Linked DNA regions of Mus musculus: all the other regions are linked to region 5. The links are chromatin contacts, called in public HiCAR-type and promoter capture Hi-C maps. All regions are on one chromosome and are shown on one strand. The core of a region is the stretch at or near the end of the contact, and the rest is flanking DNA. Distances in the headings are between cores, read along the strand shown.

What was found. Promoter capture Hi-C pulls out the DNA fragments that hold promoters and counts their contacts. HiCAR-type assays count read pairs that join an accessible place to other places.
Region 1: a contact with region 5 is called in a promoter capture Hi-C map of pre-B cells, with 3 times the contacts expected there. The contact joins the promoter of Mapk1 here to the promoter of Cep20 in region 5. A contact is called at or near these places in 5 of 39 promoter capture datasets (the C10 cell line, cranial neural crest, hippocampal neurons and 2 more) and 1 of 115 datasets of contacts at active chromatin or transcription factors (astrocytes).
Region 2: a contact with region 5 is called in a HiCAR-type map of astrocytes, with 2.6 times the contacts expected there. The contact joins the promoter of Ypel1 here to the promoter of Cep20 in region 5. A contact is called at or near these places in 3 of 39 promoter capture datasets (the C10 cell line, cranial neural crest and maxillary cranial neural crest) and 1 of 115 datasets of contacts at active chromatin or transcription factors (astrocytes).
Region 3: a promoter capture Hi-C map of pre-B cells shows a contact between it and region 5, with 7 times the contacts expected there. The contact joins the promoter of Rimbp3 here to the promoter of Cep20 in region 5. A contact is called at or near these places in 4 of 39 promoter capture datasets (cranial neural crest, frontonasal cranial neural crest, liver and 1 more).
Region 4: a HiCAR-type map of astrocytes shows a contact between it and region 5, with 2.7 times the contacts expected there. The contact joins the promoter of Ppm1f here to the promoter of Cep20 in region 5. A contact is called at or near these places in 4 of 39 promoter capture datasets (cranial neural crest, hippocampal neurons, liver and 1 more) and 1 of 115 datasets of contacts at active chromatin or transcription factors (astrocytes).
Region 6: a contact with region 5 is called in a promoter capture Hi-C map of second pharyngeal arch cranial neural crest. The contact joins the promoter of Ppil2 here to the promoter of Cep20 in region 5. A contact is called at or near these places in 2 of 39 promoter capture datasets (cranial neural crest and second pharyngeal arch cranial neural crest).
Region 7: a contact with region 5 is called in a promoter capture Hi-C map of pre-B cells, with 4 times the contacts expected there. The contact joins the promoter of Hic2 here to the promoter of Cep20 in region 5. A contact is called at or near these places in 2 of 39 promoter capture datasets (cranial neural crest and pre-B cells) and 1 of 115 datasets of contacts at active chromatin or transcription factors (astrocytes).

What each region holds. Positions count from the first base shown.
Region 1 is chr16:16,982,012-16,985,278 of GRCm38.p6, forward strand. Mapk1 (mitogen-activated protein kinase 1) reads left to right here and starts at 1,371. Exons shown (of 9, transcript NM_011949.3): 1 at 1,371-1,728. The coding sequence starts at 1,616.
Region 2 is chr16:17,068,547-17,071,541 of GRCm38.p6, forward strand. It overlaps Ypel1 (yippee like 1), which reads left to right and starts at 1,593. Exons shown (of 5, transcript NM_023249.6): 1 at 1,593-1,817.
Region 3 is chr16:17,206,725-17,209,773 of GRCm38.p6, forward strand. It overlaps Rimbp3 (RIMS binding protein 3), which reads left to right and starts at 1,411. Exons shown (of 1, transcript NM_001033338.3): 1 at 1,411-3,049. The coding sequence starts at 1,990.
Region 4 is chr16:16,894,782-16,897,916 of GRCm38.p6, forward strand. It overlaps Ppm1f (protein phosphatase 1F (PP2C domain containing)), which reads left to right and starts at 1,688. Exons shown (of 8, transcript NM_176833.4): 1 at 1,688-1,843.
Region 5 is chr16:14,315,695-14,318,786 of GRCm38.p6, forward strand. It overlaps Cep20 (centrosomal protein 20), which reads right to left and starts at 1,638. Exons shown (of 5, transcript NM_025345.2): 1 at 1,600-1,638. The coding sequence starts at 1,627.
Region 6 is chr16:17,109,958-17,113,220 of GRCm38.p6, forward strand. It overlaps Ppil2 (peptidylprolyl isomerase (cyclophilin)-like 2), which reads right to left and starts at 1,295. Exons shown (of 21, transcript NM_001252444.1): 1 at 1,186-1,295. The coding sequence starts at 1,217.
Region 7 is chr16:17,232,302-17,235,379 of GRCm38.p6, forward strand. Hic2 (hypermethylated in cancer 2) reads left to right here and starts at 1,286. Exons shown (of 3, transcript NM_178922.3): 1 at 1,286-1,429.

The sequences.
Region 1 (3,267 bases), core at 121-2,620, 2.7 Mb after region 5:
TCTGCATATTCTTGGCTATCCTGGAACTCACTCTGTAGACCAGGCTGGCTTCCAATTCATAAGCGATCTGCCTGCCACTGCCTCACAAGTGGTGGGAATCAAGGTGTGAGGCACCATGCCGCCTTGCTGCTTTTAGTTTTTAGTTTACTATTTCAGAAGCTTCCCCTCAAGTTAGAATGTTTCAAGTTCATAGAATGTTTCAGTCCTTCAGGAAACTGTTGCACAACACCTGGACCCGAGTCCCCAAATTTCTATGTCTTTTTCCAGTGTCCCTACCCACAGCTCTCTATACTTTCCCTTGGCTTTTTATTTCTTCACAACACTTAAGTGCAAATATTGTATTTTGTCTGTCTTTTCACTCTGGAAGCATGGCTGGCTCCAGTGCCGTAGATATTCAGCAAATCTTCTTGAACAAACCTCTAATTAGGGGATTCAATGTCTTGTGTTTTGGTTTCTGCTTACTTATGTCTCACACTGTTAGGTGTGTGTCACGGGCAAGAAGGTAGATATATGTAGTTAGTATAACAAAAGTTATATTTTATTATGCTGAAGGTCATCATGCAAGGTTTACAGTCTAAATTTCTTACAGTCCTAAGCCTGTCTCCCCAAGGTCACCTGTGTCACCTATCTTAGCTTCAGATCAGGTTTCTGATTTGAGGATCAGGACCCTGGCGGGGGGGGGGGGGGGGGGGGGGGAGTGGATTCTCTAGCCACAGAGCAGATCAAGGTGTATCTCTCCAGATGTGTAGAGCAAATCACTGCTTTTGGTCTCTGCTTATATTCTGTCCAGTGGGCATCATGGGGTTCTAGGACTGTATCTGGTTATCTTGCGTGAGTGATGTCACTGAGCTCTGGATCAGGAGCAGCCTTGGATGCTGTGGGATTCCTGCTTAATCTAGTTTTATATGTCTAAAAGGCATTTTTTAAAATTATGCTCATTACAGGGTGAAAGTTTTTTTCTGGGTCTGGGTTATGCTTTTTGGTTTCTGTCCCACTCTGATGGTCTAAGTTCATCAGAGTGCACAATGTGGGCCACGTATTCTTAGAGGTCTGTCTCAGGGGTCCCGTGGTTGGTGTGCAGTGAGTCCTCTGGTCTCAAGCCAAGTCCCTGGTCCCGTGTGAGTTCGTTCTGGACCAGGCACAGCACCAGGACAGTGGGTGGGACTCTGTGGGGTCCTTATGCCTAAATTCCAACCTAGCTCTCTAGAGCTACCCAGCGCTTGGGTCTCCGAGCGCACATGACGTCCCTCCCCCGCAGCCGCAGTGCTCCTGCCTCACCTCGCTGCTTCCGCCGACCCGCGAGACTCCGCCCTCTCTACCAAGAGAAGCCAATCAACACGCACGCCCTTGACTCCGCCCTAGCGCCCTTCGACGCGAACCCTTCCCTCCTCCCACTCGTAGCCCGCCCGTCAGGCAGGAAGGCTGGCAGTGGTTCTACCGGCGGTTAATTCTCTCCTCTGTGTTGTCCTCCTTCCTCGTTCCCGATCGCCGGCGGGGGCGGCTACACGGGCGGCAGCGCGGTTCCTGCGGGAAGCGCAGCATAAGTCGAGCGGCAGCCGCGAAGCGTCGAACCGAACGCGGCGGCGGCGGCGGCGGCGGCGGCTGTGCAGCCAACATGGCGGCGGCGGCGGCGGCGGGCCCGGAGATGGTCCGCGGGCAGGTGTTCGACGTAGGGCCGCGCTACACCAACCTCTCGTACATCGGAGAAGGCGCCTACGGCATGGTTTGGTGAGTATCCGCGCTGGATTTCAGGCCCGGCCTCACGCGGTCACCCTGTGCCCCCTGCCTGTGGCTGATCTGGACGCACCCACGGCCCTTCCCGCGCCTTGGCCTCGCGTTCTGCGGCGCCCCGGACCCCTGGCTTCTTGGCCTTCACTCCTGGAGCCCTGGGGCGGGGTCCTGGAGCCGGTCGAGGCTTAGGTGTTGCTCCTCGTCTTCCTCTGCTGCTTCTCGTTTGCGGTTGGAGGGGCAACCCCGATTGAGGCCAGGACTCGAAGACTCCGGGGCTTGGTCTTAAAGCGCGTACTTTCGAGGCTTCTCCCTCGGGACGGGAACGGAAGTACACTGTGTCTCCTAATTTATAGCATTATAGCCACCGCCTCTTGACATTAGATTAAAGCCAGGAATTGTATTAGATGCTTGTCCGTGGTGGCGGCGGCCATGGTTTTGCAAGACGGAATAATAGGCTTGTGTGCTGAGCACCAAAATATTTTTCTTCTCTTCTGTGTACGTGAACAGCATTCACAAAATATCTTAAGTAGCGCTAATGATGCTTTCTGCCTCGGGCTTAACCGTTAATGACACAGCGTTGGTTGTGGACATATTGAAATCTTGAAGTTTCAAAATGGATTTAAATATACCGATTGTGTTTCAGAAAGGATAAGCCAGCATCACTCTAGAATTATTAAGAAGTATTTGGAGTTAGTCCTAATTTGACTTTAAATTATCCCGTCGTTACCCTCAAGAGTACTCTCTTAACAGTGTGAATGTATCCATATGTTTTAGCCCGATTACTGTGATCGTTTCCCCATAACGTTTCAGTGTTCAAGAATAGTTTTTGCACGATCACTTGCAGGATTTCCTGCATGTGGAATGTTGAAGTGTATTGTTTTAACTAAAACAAGTTCATTTATCGAAGGTCTCTGAGATAGTTTAATTTAACTTAGCTATCTTGAGGAAAGAGAAGACAGCCTTTTTCAGATAAGGTATTGAAAGGAAGTCCTTTTACAGGGCGAAGAACTAGAATCAAGCTTTGCTGTAGAAAGATCCTGTTTTAAATGCTTCAGCTCTTGAGCTATTGCACAGGCCTCTCCTTGATTTAATAATCTCAGGACTTCGGCATATTTTCCTGATGAACAAGTCTATTCAGAAATGCATTAAAATTTGAATAGTCATAATTTTAGAAATGCCAGAAAAGGTGTGTTTTCACCAAGTGTGCTAACAAGATAGAATAATTAACGTTCTTTTTTTTTTTTTTTAAAGAAAAGACTCATGAATAGTTATATTTTTATGAGCAAAATGTCTCATAGTATACAATTACGAAGATAAAAGTGAACTGGACCTGCAAGTCAAAAGAGGAATGGAGAAAAAGTACTTTCCATATCACATTTGTCTTGCATGTATTACTACCCTGTACCTGCTGGTAAATATGCCAGTAACACTTATTATTGACACTCATGATTACCCACTATAGGCTCATTTATTTAAGGGGGGATTATTTTAAGTAGGGACAAAAAAAAATTAGGATCTGTCAGTTGAACTCACACA
Region 2 (2,995 bases), core at 343-2,842, 2.8 Mb after region 5:
TCCATGAGCTTTAAAAGGATGGCAGCTCTTTTTCCTAAAGCAGGGTCTCTCTCCTACATAGCTCTTGATGACCTGAAACTTGGTATGTAGACCAGGCTGGCTTTGAACTCACAGAGACCCACCTGTCTCTGTCTCCCACCCCCAAGCACTACAATTAAAAGCATGCACCACTGCTCCCAGCAGACAGAAAAAATGTTGAAGATCAAATGATACATGTTCTCTCTCAAAGCAGATTCTAGCTGCTTGAAATGTTTGGATTTGTGTGTTTTTCCTGGAGTGCTTCCAGAAGTCAGGACGCTGGAAAAGGGCACTGGAGTATCCATGATATGAACAGGTAGGTGTTAGAAGTGGGATGGGTAGGAAAGGAAGGCTGGAGGAGGCCTAACCAATGCTAAGGAAATAGGAAAATGCCGTATATAAACCTACTATTTTCTAAGCTATTAAAAAAAACACATTTTTTAAAAGATTTATTTATTTCATGTATGTGAATACACTGTCGCTGTCTTCAGACACACCAGAAGAGGGCATCAGATCCCGTTACAGATGGTTGTGAGCAATCCATGTGGTTGCTGGGAGTTGAAATCAGGACCTCTGGAAGAGCAGTCAGTGCTATTAACTGCTGAGCCATCTCTCCCGCTTAAATTCTTTAAAAATAGAAGAGTCAGCCAGATGGTTCAGTGAGTGAGGGTGCCGCTATCAAGCCTGCTGACCTGAGTTCAAATCCAGGATCAATATGGTAGGTGAGAAGCAGAGCTAACCTCTGGTGCACAGGCATGTGCTTATTCACACAATAAGCTTAAAATATAAAGTTCAAGATCATGTTTGAGCTACATAGTTGAGGCCAGCTTGAATTACAGAATTACAGAGATCATATTCTAAAAGCCAAAAAAACATGAGACTCCCTAGCTAGGACGAATACAAAAATAGAGTAATCAGTCACTTGGGAGACTCACTAAGTAAATGGCAACTCAAAGGGCCCACAATCTAATCAATTAGGGGTATCCTCAATACAATAAATCCTAACAAGCACACTCTAGAGGGCGCAAATACGTCCTGCAATGTGTACATTCACCCTCAGCAGTGTGCTTTGAAAAATCGATCTAAAGAGACTAAGAAAAAAATAACAGAAGAAGCGCAGATGTGGGCATGGAGACTGGGTGATACTGCCTGTGTTTTGTGGGTAGGAAATCTAATCTGGGGTTCCATAATTCAAGTCCACGCAGACCTGGAGGCTCTTGGATGGCGACTTGGAGAGTGGAGAAAGGGTGGTCAGTATGGAGAGAGGGAAGAAGCTTGCGCTCTAGGGACCCAGCTGCAGAGGTCCTCCTGCCTGCAGCCTGAGGCGCAAACCTGTGGAAAATCTCGGTCCTTTGGCCTTCCAGGACCCTACCTCCCCACCGGCCCCGCGACCTGCCGGTTCGCCTGGGTTCCTCGTCAGGCCAGCCCACCGGACTCCTGGCGAGCTCCACCCGGACACGTTCCAGCCCAGTCCCCCGAGCGCAGCGGGGCGCGGGTGGACGCGTGGGGCAGGGCGAGGGGCGGGGAGCGTGGAGGGGCGGAGCGGCGGGAACGCGAGGGCGGGGCTCGGACACTGATTGGGCATCGCCACGTTCCGAGGCCGTTTATGGCGGCTGGGCTGGGCTACGGGTCCAAAACAAAGGGCAGGCGGCCCGCGAGGCGGCGGCAGGAGGATGCCTCGCGCCCGGAGTGGGCGCCAACGGCCGGAGCGCGTCCCGGGTCACACCGGGACCGCCTGAAAACCGAGCTCGCGCCGACCGAGCCTGGGCCGGATGGGCGCAGCGGACCGCGGAGCGGCCGTGAGTACGGGCGGGCCTCAGGGGTTCTCTGCGGAGACCTGAGGATCTCCGGCTCCGGGAGGCGGGGAAGCACCTGTTGGGCGCGGGCGGGCCGGGCGGGAGTGCGGAGGATGCGTTGACTTTTTGTTCTGATGTTCCGAACTGTTGGTATTTGGGTCATTAGAAGACAACGCAAAATCCCGGTCTTTCTTTCTTTCTTTTTTCTTCGCCCCCCCCCCCCCATTGTTTTTTCCCCTACCTTAAAAAATGGGGAAAGAAATAAATACAGAAGATACCTCCAATAAAAGAATATTATGGGGTGGCATTTTCAAGTTGCCTGTACAATAATAACTAAAGGGAATTGTCCTCATTGTTTACCACTTGTGGCTCTAGGCTTTATCAATGTAAATTGCTAACAGTAGCAACTAAATAAGATATTCTCTACTCAATAACTGCACAAATGGTCATCTTCGATCGTGTACTGAGCTCCAGGATAGAAAGCCGGCAGAATTCTGTTTTGGATAGATAATAGACGTTGAAAACATCATTTTTCAGCCCAAGGTCTTTCTAATTCAGTTGCCTTATAAGTATCCACAATGTATTCACCTTAACTAATGTATCTTGTCAAAGAATTGACCATACTCCTCCTCGCTCCGCTGAAGTTCCAAGACCAGGCTCACCTCCTCTGGGGAACTTCTCCAGGCCCCTCTGAGTAAGCCACCCTCACCCATCACCCAGGGCCCTTTACCTCTGCTGTGTTCTGGTAGATGTGTTAACAAATGTTTGCTGAGTACCCGTCTCCCTCTCCCCTAGGGGCTGGTCCAGTGGGTGTCTGTGTGCATGTGTATGGTGGGGTACAAATAAATAAACACACACACACATGTATATTCACCGTGTGTGTGCCTGGTATCTAGAGAAGCCAGAAGAGGGCATCGGATCCCCTAGAGCCGAAGTTATGGATCCTCCACAAGAGCAGCAGGTGCTAAAGGATGTCAGCCCATCTCTCCAGCCATACTGTGGGCTCTTAAAAAAGTCAGGGGTGCTGTATTTGAAGAGTTTTGCTACCAGGATCCCTAGGTCTATGTGTTCCTAGCCAAGGGACTATGTGGTTAGCATGTCTTCTTAGGGATTAGACCAAAATCTTGACTTACCACAGATATATAGCAGCCCAGGGGCTGGCCCATATGAAACACTAAAAA
Region 3 (3,049 bases), core at 161-2,660, 2.9 Mb after region 5:
CAGGAAGACCACTAGTGCAAGGTCAGCCTGGACAAATTAGCAACATCCTAACTCAAATATGAATTTAAAAAGGAGATGGGTATAGTGCCATGCACATACCTCTAATCCCACTTGGGAGGCAGAGGCAAGTTGATCTTTGTGAGTTTGAGCCCAGCCTGGTCTACATAGCAACTTCCAAGTCAGCCAGGACATAGAAAGACCAGACCCTGTCTCCAAAACAAAGACAAACACAAAACAAAAAATTCCACCATCGCCACTACTACCACCACCACCAGAAACTTCAAACAGACATTCATGCATGGTGCTGCATACCTTTATTCCAGGCAAGGTCTCTGTGACTTCTAGGATAGCCCAGTAGACATCAGTTCTAAGCCATCCAGAGCTACAGAGTGAGACTATATATATATATATATTTTTTTTTTAATGTTTTGGGGAGCTGGAAAGATGGCTCAAGGGTTATGGGTGCTTGCTGATCTTGCAGAAAACATGGCTTTGGTTCCTCCTCCTGAATGGTGGGATTAAAAGGATATACCACCACTGCTCATCTTAACATCTTACTTTTTTTTTTAAAGATTTATTTATTTATTACATGTAAGTACACTGTAGCTGTCTTCAGACACTCCAGAAGAGGGCATCAGATCTTGTTACAGATGGTTGTAAGCCACCATATGGTTGCTGGGATTTGAACTCAGGACCTTCGGAAGAGCATTTGGTACTCTTAACCACTGAGCCATCTCTCCAGCCCCAACATCTTACATTTTTAAAGGGGCTGAAGACTGAAGATATAATGAATAGTAAAGTGCTTGCCTATTACTTACTAAATGAGACCTTGGGCTCAGTCTCTACTACTACTAGTACTACTACTACTTCACAGAGAGAGAGACAGAGACAGACAGAAACAGAGACAGGATATGAATCTCAGTGGTATAAAATTTGCCCAGCATGTTTGAGGTGGGTGCAATCAATCCTCAGTCACTGCCACCTGCTGATTCAAAAAGGCTCAGATGCAAGACATGTTGGTCAACTCCTGCAATCCAAGCACTGGGGAAGCAGAGACAGCCTGCTCTATAGAGTGAATTCCAGAACAGCCAGCTCTACACACACACACACACACACACACACACACACACACACACACGTCTCAAACAAACAAACAAACAAACAACACAAAGTTTCAGTTGATATAAGAAAAGGCACCGGGCAGTGATGGCCTTTAATCCCAGCATTTGGGAGGCAGAGTCAGGCGGATATCTGAGTTTGAGGCCAGCCTGGTCTACAGAGTGAGTTCCAGGACAGCTAGGGCTACACAGAGGAACGCTGTCTCAAAAAAAACAAAAACAAAAACAAAAACAAAAAAAAAACACAAAAAAACAAAAAACAAAAAAACAAAACCAAAAAGAAAAAAGAAAAGAAAAAGAACAAAGAAAAGGCTTAGCATGTTGGGTCCTGCGTAGGAACAGAGGAGTTATAGCCACTTAGGGCTCAGAGCTCAACCACAAATTTAAGCAGATCTTGTAAGAAGTTTACCTAATTTCAAAACTCGACCAGAAACCCTAGTAGAGCCAGGTGAGATCTGACCAGAATCCATTTTTACTCAGGCCCAGGATCAGCGATCATCTAGGAACCCTACTGGGGATCTAATTCTGGAAAGGATTGCACACTGCCAGGGCGAAAGTGGAACAGGTCACAAAAGCCCTAAAGCAGATATGTGTGGGCTCCGAAATATGCCCGGGGTATCCGGGGAAGTTCAGAGGCTAGTTTGAAAGGGGTCTCAGGAGTTTAGGAAGAAGCGAAAGGCACTCAATCTGTGGGGAGGCGACAGGTTATAAGGGAGATCGCCCCCAAGGCGGAAGAGGCGCGCGGAGGGCACCTAGGGGCGCCGGAAGGGGCGCGTGGGGCGGTTGGCAGCGGCCGGGGGCGGAGGCCGTTGGCTAACTGGCCTACCAATACCAAACTATCTCTCTGGCTTCTTGCCGGGCTGCGGCCACAATGACAAAGGACTCACCCACCCCCTTGGGTGGTGGCCGCGCGTCGCCCAAGAAGCCAAGCAGCCCCGGCCCAGCGGCCGCAGTGCTGGAGGAGCAGAGACGAGAGCTAGAAAAACTACGGGCAGAGCTGGAGGGCGAGCGCGCGCGCGGCCGGTCGGAACGGAGGCGTTTCGCTACCCAGACGCGCCAGCTGCGGGAGTCGGCTGAGCAGGAGCGGCAGCAGCTGGCTGACCATCTGCGCTCCAAGTGGGAGGCACGACGCCTCCGGGAGCTGCGGCAGCTGCAGGAGGAGGTGCAGCGCGAGCGTGAGGCCGAGATCCGGCAGCTGCTGCGCTGGAAGGAGGCAGAGATGCGGCAGCTGCAGCAGTTGCTACACCAGGAGCGCGATGTTGTATTGCGCCAGGCAAGGGAGCTTCAGCGTCAGCTGGCCCAGGAGCTAGTGAACCGTGGTTACTGCAGCCGCTCAGGGGCATCCGAAGCCTCCGCGGCACAATGCCGCTGTCGCCTGCAGGAAGTGCTGGCGCTGCTGCGCTGGGAGACCGACGGCGAACAAGCCGCGCGCATCCGCCACCTGCAGGCGGCGCTAGACGTGGAGCGCCAGCTATTCCTTAAATACATCCTAGAGCACTTCCGCTGGCAGCCGGCTTTACCGGGACCCGCGGACCCCCAAGCCACGCATTCCTTGGAAGAGCCGCCCCTAGAAGCCCAGAGTAACACTGGTGGCACCCCAAAGCCTGCTCGTCGACTCGGATCCCTCGAAAGCCTGAACACTGGCGTCCGGGTTCATTCTCCAAACGACCTGCTGCCCACGCGCGCCGGCTCCCTCGAATCTTTGGCAACAGCACATTCCTGCTCACTGGACAACACACTGAATTGCTCCCAGGCTTCTGAATCCGAGGTAAGGGCCCCTGCGACCAGCGCGTCTATTCCAGACACCTCCAGTCCCCAGCCGCCGCCTCAGCTACCATCAATACATAGGAAACCTAATGACCTGCAGAAAGAAAGCTCCGAGAACAAGCCCTGCGAAGCCTCGACCTCCTCGCCTCCGGGTCTGGACTACC
Region 4 (3,135 bases), core at 438-2,937, 2.6 Mb after region 5:
CCTGAGCAAAATTTAAAGGAAGAAAGATGGATTTGGGCTCAGTTTGAGTCATCTCTGGTAGCTAAGAAGAGGAGAGAGGAAAGACTGGCAAAATAGACCTTTCCAGGGACTAGAGCTATACACTCTTGCAGGGCACACATACTCATGACCTTCCTCCATCCTAGTTTTCGTTGTCTCCTAATAATGTCATTATTATGAATGATGAATCCAATAGACTGATCTGCTGATGTTAGCGTCCTGATGATCCATTCACCTCCCAAAAGCTCAAGTTTTCAAGAGACTTCCAGATTTCAAATCATAACAGCTCCCTTTAAGCAGAAGTATTACCAAGTTGTACCCCCATTGTAAAGAGCCTGGAAATTCTAGAACAAAGGGTTTGAGGTCCTTTCCTGAGATTTTTAAAGCCTAAGTAATACAGCCAGTCTCTGAGTGATAGAGGCTAGTGTGGTAGGGAGTGTTTGCACTCACTCTCATAGTGCTCAGAACAGGTTTCTGGGAAAGGATTTTGGGAACTGGGAGAGGACACAGATGAGAGACCTGGAACTGAGCACTCTGAGACCTCCTGGCTCTACCCCACAGCTTGGCATGTCTTGATGAAGAGGTTTGAGCTAAGCTGGTTGGTATAGCTAATATTGGGAATTTAACAAGAGTAAAGGCTTTGGCATAGTAGACTACAAACAAGACAATCATGGTGACAGCAACCTCAGGAAAGGGTACATTACAGATATGTCCTTGGCCTAGAGCCTAACAGGGCCAGGTTCCTAGTGCCTGCTTTTGCTGTCTTCTCTGTATCACCCTCTACCTCATCAGGTTATAAATGACCTCAAACCTTAATCAGGTTGAATGAACCAGGACTCTACTTGCGTAGCAGACAGACATTCTCCCCACCATGCCAGTACACACACCCATCTATTGGTTCCCCAGGCTCATGGGTTCCCTGAAACCTAATCAGGTGACAAGTTCCTAAGACAATGGGGTCTGATGGCATGTGCTTGTCAGCACAGTTCTGAGACATAAACAAAACAAACAATTGGGTTTTTTTGTTTGTTTTGTTTTTGTTTTTCGAGACAGGGTTTCTCTGTGTATCCTTGGCTGTCCTGGAACTCACTTTGTAGACCAGACTGGCCTCGAACTCAGAAATCTGTCTGCCTCTGCCTCCCAAATGCTGGGATTAAAGGCTTGCGTCACCATGCCGGAACAATTGTTTTAAAAGCCAGGTGACAACCTGGAGCCAACCTTGTCTTTAAGACTGCCTTTGCTACCCAGTGCACTAAGAAAAGTGTCTCATTTCCTGCTTTATAGCCCCAGAGCTCAAGCTGCTCAACGAATTCTCAGTGGCCATGCAGTCCTGCTGAGCACAAAGGGCCTGGAACCCTTAACCACAAAGCCCCTGGGGCCTGTGGTTAAGTGGGCAGGACCACAATGAAACTTGAAGGGGTACTCTCCACACTGTACACAGGCAGTGTACACGTTCATTGGTATAAAATGAATATAATGTTATACATGAAAATATTTTCTAAAGTCTCTGATGGGTGGCCAGTCCTGAGCAGTATGAAGCCGCATCACTGCCCTGAGACTGATCACCACACACGTTGTGAAGCAATGACTGAGCATTGTGAAGCAAGGACTGCTTTCTGCCCAGTCAAGGCTGGAGAAGTGTAGCAACGCACTGGCTATTGGGGCTCTTGTCGTCCCTGAAACAAGAGAGCAGAGGGACCAGCAGGAGGCAGCAGAGGTGCGCCCGAGGCCCGACTGCGCTTGCGCAGAGCCTGCGGCGCCTAGGACGGGAAGTAGGCGGGGCTGCCCAGAGCAGCTCGTGGGGAGCACTGCGGCAGGCTGGCAGGTGAGGCCCGCGGGGTGCAAGGGATGAAGAGCGAGGGTGAGGGTGGAAGACTCGGACTAGGGTGGGGGTCATGTGGGGGCCTGAGATGCACGAAAGTGAAATGAGACTGAGGACGAAATGGAGAGGTGAGAAAGCACTAAGGCCAAGACCGGTTTCGGGTGCCTGAGCCCATGGGACTTTGGGGGATAGCTGTGAGCAAAAAATCTGAGCAAGCCGCCGCCGGGCCCTGGTGGCAAGGCGTCGGAAACTAAAGGCACGGAACTGGGAATCCATTGACACCCTCCCCCAGGGCTGTGTCTGAACCGAGGTCCAGGAGGAGGCTGAGAGCTGTGAGGCAAAACAGTACCAAGGAGTGACAATCCTGTTTTCAAGGATCATTCCCTCTTATCTTCCAAAACATGAGGGCTAGGCCCACGGCCCTACCCTCAGCCCTACTAGTGACGACCCGGACTGGGACCACATTTTCAACCTGAATGCCCAGCCCAGTGGCGTCCCTAAGTGTATTTAAAGCTAGTGTTTTACTTACCACCTGGTTTCAAGACGCAGGCTGAAGCCATTGGGCTAGATTGCAGTAGAGCCTCAGTCCTGAGAGCCTTGGGCTTCACCGTTACAGTTGTGTGGTCTCAGGCCAGCCCCCTAAGCTCTCCGTATAATGAGGAGAAAAGGGATTGTAAGGATTTCTGCAGACTAACATCTAGTGAGGCCCAGTGGAAGGCAGTGGTCTGCCCTACCAAGGCCGCCTATTTCTAGGCCCCTTGATTAACAGATGTGTTCACAATGTGCCCTGGGACAGCCCTGTGAACTGTTCCCACCTAAGGAACTGAACGAGAGCTGCCTCTACCTCATGGTCTCAGTGTTCATATTCCTCCCATCGTCAAATTTTACTTTTACTCAGCGGCAAACTGGGATGGAAGTGGCCAAGTCACTGGGCACCAGATTCCTCAACTGAGTCCTGCTTTGGTGACAACTAATATTTGTGACCTTAGAGTAACACTTTCCTCCTACCACCTGGTTTTTTTTTCAACTGCAGTATGACCTGATGGCATGTTTTCCCACACAGTTCTGAGACATAAACAAAACAATTGTTCTAATAACTGTTAACCTCCCACAACAGATTAATTTGCAGAATTCCTCTGTGATGTTGCCTGAAGCCAGTCTTTTCTGGAAGACTGTCTTTGCTACCCAGTGTACTAAGGGAGAGTTTTCATTTCCTGTGTGATCCCCCCAGACCTCAGGCTGCTTACCTCACTCTAGTGGCCATGCAGGCCTGCTGAGCACAAACAGCCAGGACA
Region 5 (3,092 bases), core at 388-2,887:
AAACAGGTCCATAAAAGGACAGCTTTATCTTAAGATCATAACACAATCCCCGTTCTCTAGTTCCATCTTTGGAAATTAAGGGAAAGAGTCTTTTCTACTGGCAAGCATCCTGTCCCAGTTACTCTGAAGTACACACAGTACAGCCTCAAACTTTGCAGAAAACGCAAAGTAATGAGCTGGATTTGGGAAACGCAGCATGTCCTTCATACTTGGTGGCAGATTCCTAAACCATGCCTCAGCTGCCTTCTCCGAGGTAATGAACTCTACTTCTCAGAGAAAGAGCTAGGTGAAATGGAAGAGGTTTTAGACCAGTAAAAGCCCAGAAAATGTAAGATCACTGATTAGGAACAAGTTTTTATTACTTTTCTCTCAGACACAAAGCATACCAAGAACCAGAGAACGCAGAAGAACATATATAAGGAGGTCCCCCTCAATTTGTAGGGATAACCTCTGGGCTCTTTTATCATTTTGCTACTTGTAGTCTTATGCTTACAATGCTATTATTATAAAAATGCCTTCAGGAATTGGTCTTAACCCAACTTCTTTTCCATAGACTTTATCTTGAAATCCTATGAAAAGTTTATACAATATACATGTACTATGTATACTCCCATCCCCAGAACAGCTCATTGACTCATGTGAAGTCCCTCCTGGGGACTGAGGTATGTCTGCTTTTGGAATGCTCACCAGCAGTGTCCCCAATACATATGCAGTCAATAGTTACTACATCTTAGTCTCCAAACTATTCCATTTGGTTCTCTCCAGATTTCCATTACCGTTGGCTTAGTCTCTGAATTCCTTGACACTCAGAACTAGGTTTATTCTACGGGAAGCAGAATGGCATGATTAAGCCAGTGCACCTTATGGGGTTTCCACACGAGTCGATTTCTATCTAAATTATCGTGGATGAAATATTCCAACTCTCATGTATGAAATGGACATAGCGTTGCTACACAGAATCAAGTTGGATGAGTTGTTAAGGGTCTGATAGAATCACATACTGAACCTTAACTCCAATTACAACTCAAACGTTAACTCTAATTACTATTCAGAGTTAACAGTATACACGCGTTATTGATGTCTACTCCTTGTTTTGTAGTCCTGGGGATGGAACCTGCATGCACCCTGCACACAACCAACCATTTTGGAAAACCTCTTCCGAAAAATCCTGAAGAGCCGCCAGGATGGACAACTCTGTCTCAGGTTTCTGCCAAAGGACAAGGAGGACCTAGCCATACGTTGTCGTCCGGATGGGCTAGCCGTGCAAATCATTGGGAAGTGTGTCTGTCACCAAATCGTGGCTGTGGTGTTGTCGTGGTCAGCTCGGAACGCAGGCCTTTGGGCGCTGTCTGCTCAGTAGGGTTCTAAGAGATACCCAGAGGTCCTGAGGGGACAACAGATACCAGTCCCTTCCTCCAGCTCAAAGGCTGGCCCTAACATAGCGCATGCGCAAAGGCCGCCCCTGGTGGGCCCTGCCACCCTAGAACGACCCTGGAAAAAGATGAGCCGATGTCCCGCGCGCTCTCCTTCTGTCCCATCCCTATCATATACGGAAGGTTCGACGCTTCCCGCAACCGAGCATCCCCTCAATGCACTCACCAGCTTTCAGTTCCGTAACAGTCGCCATTTTTCAACGGCTGCTGGTGCCACGCCTCTCCAGTGCGTACGCACGGCTCTCGGCGCGGCCTCCAACCAATAGGAGTATGGCTCTGCTAGACCGCGTCTGTGCCTGCGCTCCGGTGATTGGCGAGCCGCCACATGAGACTCCACCAATCAGCGACCGTGTGAGGCGGGCTACACTGCAGAAAAGCTTGGAGCCAGAGCCAAATCTGTACCCAACTGCTTTGCCTTTTGTCGCCGCCCAAGTCCTACAGGTCAAGGTGCTGATTGTTCACCTCCCCTCCCCGCACCTTGGCAGGCTTTGTGCTCAGTCCGAGTCCCAGACACAACCCAGCGTCAGAATTACCTGGAAGACTGGTTAGAACAGACTGCTCTGACCCACCCTTGGGTCTTTCTGAGGCACGGACCAAGAGTTGGTTTTTCTGTCAACTTCCAGAATGCTGTGGATGGATGCTGTTAGTCTGAGAAGTGCCACCTTAAAAATCATCTTACACGGCACCCACTCGAAAGTGAACACTAGGAAGTCTTTACACGCCTCAGGTCAATGATGCCCGTTATACAGAGGAGGAAGTTGAGTGTCTAAAGGAAGATCACTGGCAAATGGTGGAGCAGGTGATAACCTAAACCCAGGCCAGCATCTCTTCAAAGCTTGCTCTCTACACTACCGTTAACACCGAGTACATTTGGAATCCTCGAGTTGTTTGTGGAAACAGCTGATAAAAGATTAAGAAGAACAAACATGGGAATAATACATTCAAAATGTGAGGCAGTATAATGGCAGTTGACTCTCCAGGGAGTCTAAGACACTGGACCCTTAAAATTCTGGACAGCCCAATAGTGGAAGTCTATGAGTGGATGCTAGTGAGCATATTTTCGAGGAAGTAAACTGTAAGAAATAGAAAATATAGACTTTAAAAGAAATCATTGGGTGTTTGTTTGTTTTTGTCTCATCTTGTAGTCCACGCTATCTGGGCATTCACTCTGTAGCTCAGGCTGACATTGAACTAACAACAAACACTCTTTTTGCCTCATTCTCAAAGTGATGAACGCCCCTATACTGCCACAACTTGGTTTTGTTTTTAAATTTGCCTCAGGGAGATAGATGTATGTTCTTCCTAAGATTAGCTTTGTTTTGTTTTTTTTCTGAAGTGCACAGGGTGGCTTTGAATTAGCCCTCCTTTCTTTAGCCTCCCAAGTGCTGCAATGACAGGAGTACATCACCATATCAGGCTTCTGAGATATTTCTTAAAGTGGGTAGCAGTTTTAAAGTTTGAAATCCATTTAGAGGAATGGCTCAGTGAATAAAGTTCTTGCTGCATAAATTTGAAGACCTGAGTAACCTTCGAAACCTGTTCTGTAGCCTTAGAATGGTCTTACTCAGTTAGGCTTTCCTATTTTGTAAAACCATGGTGCCTGAATACTTGGTCAGTAGCTCAGGAAATTAGAAGGATTAACCAATTCTACAGGTGAAC
Region 6 (3,263 bases), core at 45-2,544, 2.8 Mb after region 5:
TTACTGAGGCTGGAACAGGACAAGCTGAATCTGTTCCAGAAAGGAGACAGCAGAGGAAGAGTGTGATGAGGTACGTAGCAGCAGAAAAAGACACAGAAGCAAGGACAGCGGCCGAGTCAAAAATGAGTCAAAGATCAAGGAGAGTACTCTCTATTTGCCTAAGTGTGATGGGAAGCTGGTGGGTGATTTTGAGCAGGACCCAGACATGATCTAACATAGCTCCAGTTGCTCTGTGCGGTTGTTCTTCTGTTAGGATGAGAATTGTCTTCAGTCTATATATAGTAAATCAGGGACCCACTATGTAACCACTGAGCTAGGATAAGAAACGGCAGGCTTAGGTGTGAAAATTATCAAGTTCCCTTTTAGCATACTAGTTTTGAAAAAGCTGTAAGTTTTCCAAGTGGAGAACTGAGTGAAAGCTGCTGACTTAGTGCAAGAGACTCTTTGAACAGATCCACCACAGGGATGAAGGAAACACCCCCGAGGTCTGGGACAAGGGGAGGGGAAGCCCAGCAAAGAGGAATGAAATAGAGATCATTCGCAGATTAAATTACTAAGCGCCAAGCCTTTAATCCTAGCACTCGGGAGGCAGAGGCAAGGGGATTTCTGAGTTCGAGGCCAGCCTGATCTACAAAGTGAGTTCCAGGACAGCCAGGGCTACACAGAGAAACCCTATCTTGAAAAACAAAAACAAAAACAAAAACAAACAAAAAAAACTACTAAGCGCATGTAAGATCTCACTAAAGGCTACTTTTGGAAAGGGAAGAAGCCCAAGGACTGAAAAGCTGGATACTAGATCTGGCAATACAGAAGTCAAAGATATCCTTGCAAGCAGCTAGGGGCGGGGAGCATCTGAAGAGACAACAGAAAACAGAAAGTACAGCAGCAGCAAATGGGAGGGGAACATGGAGCACGACCCGCCTATCTTCAACTTGAAGGCTGTCGCCTGTGTGTAGGCTCTCAGACTAGAGCCAGGACGAAGCGGACAACCAACTCAGGGGCAAAACTCGTTCGCAGAAAGGCTAGGGGTAGGGAAATCCCGGAAGTTAGTTAGTCCGGCGGTAGAACGCCCTGGCCCGCGTAGGCTGCACTGAGGGACGAGACCGCGCCTGTGAGAGCTGAGGCTTTCAGATGATAGCCTTCAGCACGGCGACGAGCTGAGACGAGAGACGCGACCCAACTTACATCTTGTCCTTCTGGTGCTGTCGCTTCCCCATGGTGGCAACAAACCGAAGAGACCACAGCAGACACTGACTATGGCGCCTCCGCTTTCTCAACTACTTCCGGAGATCGACGCACTGGATCCCGGAAGTTGGAAGAAAGCATTCTGGGAATTGTGGTTTCCAGGTGTCCAGGTGCTGGGTGCAGGCACCGTGCTAGGCTGAAGCTTGCTAACTTTGAGTAGAATCCACTTTTCCTGTCTCCCACCATACTGCGTTGCCTCCCCCAAGCCCTCAAAAACTTTTCTATGCACTGTCTGGCTACTTGTTCAGTCCATGCTATGCTAGGCAGACTCACTCAGACTCACCTCCTTTGTATCTAAAGATCTTCAACCTTTTTCACCTTCTCTAAAGCCATGTCCATGTGTATACTCAACTCTTCTCTCGTTCGGTCCCCACGCCCTTCAGGCCCATCAGCTGGCAGATGACCAAGCCCTCTCTGCTCCTTCTGTGGCCAGATCTTTGGTCTGGGTCTCATGTGCCGGGAGAATGGGTCCCAAGTCTCCTTTTTTTTTTTTTTTTTTGGTATTTCGAAACAGGGTTTCTCTGTGTAGCCCTGGCTGTCCTGGAACTCACTCTGTAGACCAGGCTGGCCTCGAACTCAGAAATCCGCCTGCCTCTGCCTCCCGAGTGCTGGGACTAGAGGAGTGTGCCACCATGCCCGGCCCCAAGTTTCCTTTTTAAAATTGTGTGTGTGGTTAAATAGTGGCCATGCCACAAGTGTAGAGCTCAGAGGACAAGTGAGGAGTTGGTTCTCTTTGCCAGACTTGCACAGCTCTTATTTGTTAAGGCATCTCTCCACCCTAAGCTGGGTTTTTGTTTGTTTTTGTTTTTTGAGACAGGGTTTCTCTGTGTAGCCCTGGCTGTCCTGGTGCTCACTCTATAGATCAGGCTGGCCTGGAACTCAGAAATCCACTGCCTCTGCCTCCCAAGTGCTGGGATTAAAGGTGTGTGCCACCACCGCCTGGCTGATCAAAGAATTCTTAATTTCCTTGTTCCAAATCTCCACTTTGATGCTAAATGGTATGTTCCATACCCTAACCCTAACCTCCTGATAAGATCTTCAACCAAATAATTTTAAGATGTCTTGTCAAATTCCTACATAAACATAAAACATTAGAAACCCCCTAGCCTTGCAGTTTGGGGGATATTAAAAAAAAAAATTCTCCTTTGAGACTATGCTCTCAAATCCTACTTTAGGGAGATAACCCTGTCTAACTGAAAATGCAACCAAAAAATCTGGGTCACTGGTCTGATTCTCATTTGGCAGGATTAACAAGGACCACCATCCACCCAGTTAGCCAAAGGCAGTCATCCTGTCAGCTTCTTACTTCATAACTTCTGCCTTCCAAATAAATCTTACCTCAAAAGATCTTTTAGCCCAGTATGGTGGTGTACACTTGGGAGGCAGAAGCAAGCAGATCTCTATGAGTCTGAGGCCAGCCTGGTCTACAGTGAGTAGAGAAACCATGTCTCAAAAGCAAATCAAAACTAAACAAAACTACCAGTACTTGGGAGGCAGAGGCTGGTAAGTTCTGTAAGTTCAAGTCCTCCTAGTCTACATATTGAGTTACAGGTCAACCAAGAATATACAGTGAGACCAAAACAAAACAAAACAAAAAAACACTTTCTTGGCCACCCCACTCACCTCTCTCATAGTTTATCATAATTTATAATTATATAGTAATTTTGCTTATGTTCTGATTTTTATTATCTATAGTCCCAAGTGAGGTATGATCAACCATGACTCAATATGTATATCCACTAATGTCCAGTAATGATTGACATCTTACATGGAGAAAGATTCTAAGGCCAGCATATGAGGTGACAATGAGAATCACAGTTTTGAAACTCGGGCAAGTAACAAGCTGTAAACTGACTGACCCACTCATTTCTCCTCTGGGTAGAAACACCTATCAAACTAGGCCTGTGTTTGGAGATTACATGCAGGAACAATATAGTGCACTTGCAACTCAAGGAAAGTGAAGCCCTAAGGGGTCTGAACCACTAAAGGGAAGAACGGGATTTCCCACCCCACTCTCT
Region 7 (3,078 bases), core at 36-2,535, 2.9 Mb after region 5:
GAAGTCACTATGTAGTCAGACTGGCTCTAATTCACAGAGATCTGCCTCTTTCAGCCTTCAGAGTTCTGGGACTAAAGACATGCCCCATGCCACCCATTTTCAATCTATTGAGTTTTCGCCATTTCTAGGATGTTTAGGCATAGTATTCTATGTCTTGGCTAGTATAATTGACAGCAGTAGCTTTATAATTTGCTTTAATATCTGTTAGGACAAATGTACTCCTATTTCTGTTGTTTGGTGTTTCAAAGATGATAGTTGTAAAAACAATCATGTATTAGCTATGTAGCTATTGGGTAAACTAAGAATTTTAATTTTTTTTAATCTGTTATTTTAAGCTTGTACATTCGGAAAGCATGCTTGCCTCTGTGAAGGGTTATTGAATTGGGTTTCAATGTTGACTCTGGGTCACAACCTCCCTATAGAACAGCTGTAGGTTCTGGCTAGGACTTTTCTGACCTTTAACAGTGGTGGGCTTTAGTGTTTAGTGTTCAAAGTAGAGAGATGGTCATCTAATAACTCTCTAGAGAATAACTCCGTGTGAACCCCAATACATTTGGATGGCCACAAGTCTTGGGTCTTTACTGGGCTGCCTAAACTCCTGTGACCTGCGGCGGTCACCGGAACTCTGGATAAGTAAGCAGAGTGTACACGGACCTCTCCGCCCTCTGCGCAATCCGGGTCGACCTTCGCGAGAGTGGATGTAAGGATCCTAGGAGAAGTTTAGGGTTAAGACTCCCAGGCCTCTTTTCTCCTTTAAAATCAGAACCACGCAGGCCTTCCTGCAGCCCAGACAGCGGAGCAAGCAGCCTTTGGGTGCTAAACTTTATAGACTGAGATACTCTGCGTAGATCAAGGGGCTCAAACGGGCGGAAGAGGAGAGGCGCAGGCCACCTGAACCGGGTTGGTGGTGATAGTGTTGGGGGTTCTGAAGGGTCCGGGTCAGGCTCAAAACGGGTCAGTCTTCCGTTTGAGGGCTGGGCATAGACCCGTGGTAAAGAGCAGGATTCTTGTTTCGCTGGGTGTTGCCCGTCAAGTATTTTGAGGTGAGGTTGCCATCCCGTTCTGGCGCCTGCATCGGGACCCTGTAGGCGACCTCCCGTGCGCCCCTCCCCCATTACACTCTGCCGCAGCCACTGGCCCATCCCTGGACTCAGACCCCTCGGCGGCCCCGCCCAGCCTCAGGGTTCCGCCCCCACAAGGGTCCGCCTCCAGGTCCGCCCTGTCGCTCGCCCATTCAGATGTGGGTCAGGGGTGAGCGGGTGGAGCTGACGTCACAAGCTTCCAAGATGGCGCGGAGCGGGCGGCTGTGAGCAGCGCTCTGGGCGCGCTGGGCGGAGAGCCGAGCGGGGGCCGGCGGAGGGCGGACAGGGCGGGCGCGTGCAGCTCAGGTCGGGCGCCCAAGACGAGGGGCCTCTGGCAGGCACCTGAGGTAAGCGGTGTCCTCGAGGGAGGGCGACGCGGGCCGGGCGCGCCCCCGGAGAGGGGGGCGTGGGCGCGCGTGGGACGGAGCGCGCGCACGGCCCCTAGTCTCGAACCGAGGCGCACGCGGGACCCTGGACGGGCGGGGGCTTTGTGGTTCAGGTGCCCGGCGGGTTGCGGCCGGCACGGGGACTCCGGGCACAAAGCCCCCAGGGCCGCGCCAGTCCGGGGACGCGAGTCTGTGGAGCGGGGGTCGACGGGGTAGCGGGCGCCGGCTCTTTGTGCCTTTTCATTAGCAATCTAATCCGAACGGCGTCGGGCGAGCTATGCTGCCTGACAGGCGGGCGTTCTCCCATTATGCAAACGGCTGTACGCCTGCGGCTGCCCCTCACTGGAACGCTTTACGGTTTCCAGAACTGCGCTTGTGTGTATGGTCTGCAGTCCTTTTCCTCGAGTACCCTTCCTGGCTGGGGGACTGGCCGTGTCAGGGACAGGGTAGGGCTTAGAGGGCCCGGCTCCGTGGCTGGGTGGGCTTTCTGCCCTGCCCCCAGACCTTTGCTGGAGGCAGCCGCCTGGCAGGAAGAGAGATGGGCTTGGGGGGAGGGGGTCGGGTGGCAAGAGGAAGGGACTGGCTGGCTCAGGGAGTGAGCTGAGGGGCCCTAGCTTGTCATTCTCTGTTTATCTTCCAGAATGGTTCATATGCACACAAGCCTGGGTGTAAGTGCTGGGGGAAAATACCTCTCCCTGGGGGGCAGTGACTTAGGTACTTGGAGTGATTGAGGCCAGATAATACTCTCAGCGGCCGCGCCCTGAACAGTTTTGGACTACCTTGCGACGAGAGTCCCGTGCTGATCTTGGCTGGCCGGAGAGATTCAGAAGTTATTTACTTATGTGTTCTATCCCCCTCTTCACAGTATCTTTTCTAGTTATAATTGTCAGGCGCATTTGGAAAGCTGTGTTCCAGGTTCCTCACTTTCAATCAGCAGGAGGGGTGTAACACTGAGAGGCCACCCCCACTGACATATGTGGCGATGGGGGAGGGGCGGATCCTTGCCTATAGGAATCCTGTGACTGGACTGTTACTGGGGTTTGCTAGCTGTGGCTTTTGCACCTAGGACCAGGAGATTCGGCAGGTCGTGGAGGGGCTCATCTTCTAGGCTGAACTTGGGATTTCCAATCTAGGACAAAGGTTGGTGGGATGGAGGCAAACCCTAGAGGGATGCCACATTATTGCTTCTGATTCCTCCTGGCCTTGCCCCTCCACTGTTATCTGCCCGTATCTGGAATCCCTGGCTTTCAAGCAGACATTTTTAGGATCGTAGTCTGTGTAACCACTCTGTAGCTCTGTCTCTCGAAAAAGTATGCTGGGTGGAGCAGAGCTCCTGGAGTAGTCTGAAAGAAAGCAGATGGTCCAGCCTCAGGCTGGCCTCTAGAGACAAATGTGTGGCCAAACCTTCCCACTAAGGTTTTTGCAAGAAGTCATGTGCCTGCAGGTGATCTTTCTGTCCTATGCAGTTTTTTAATGAAAACCTCTGAAACCTACAGGGTAGACTTGGGAAAAGTTGTCCAGTCTTTGCATTGCCTGCCTGCTTGCTGCGAGGGGAGCAATGCTGTTCATTCAGTTTACTAATTTGGCTCCTGGCTTTCTGCAGGTTAGTT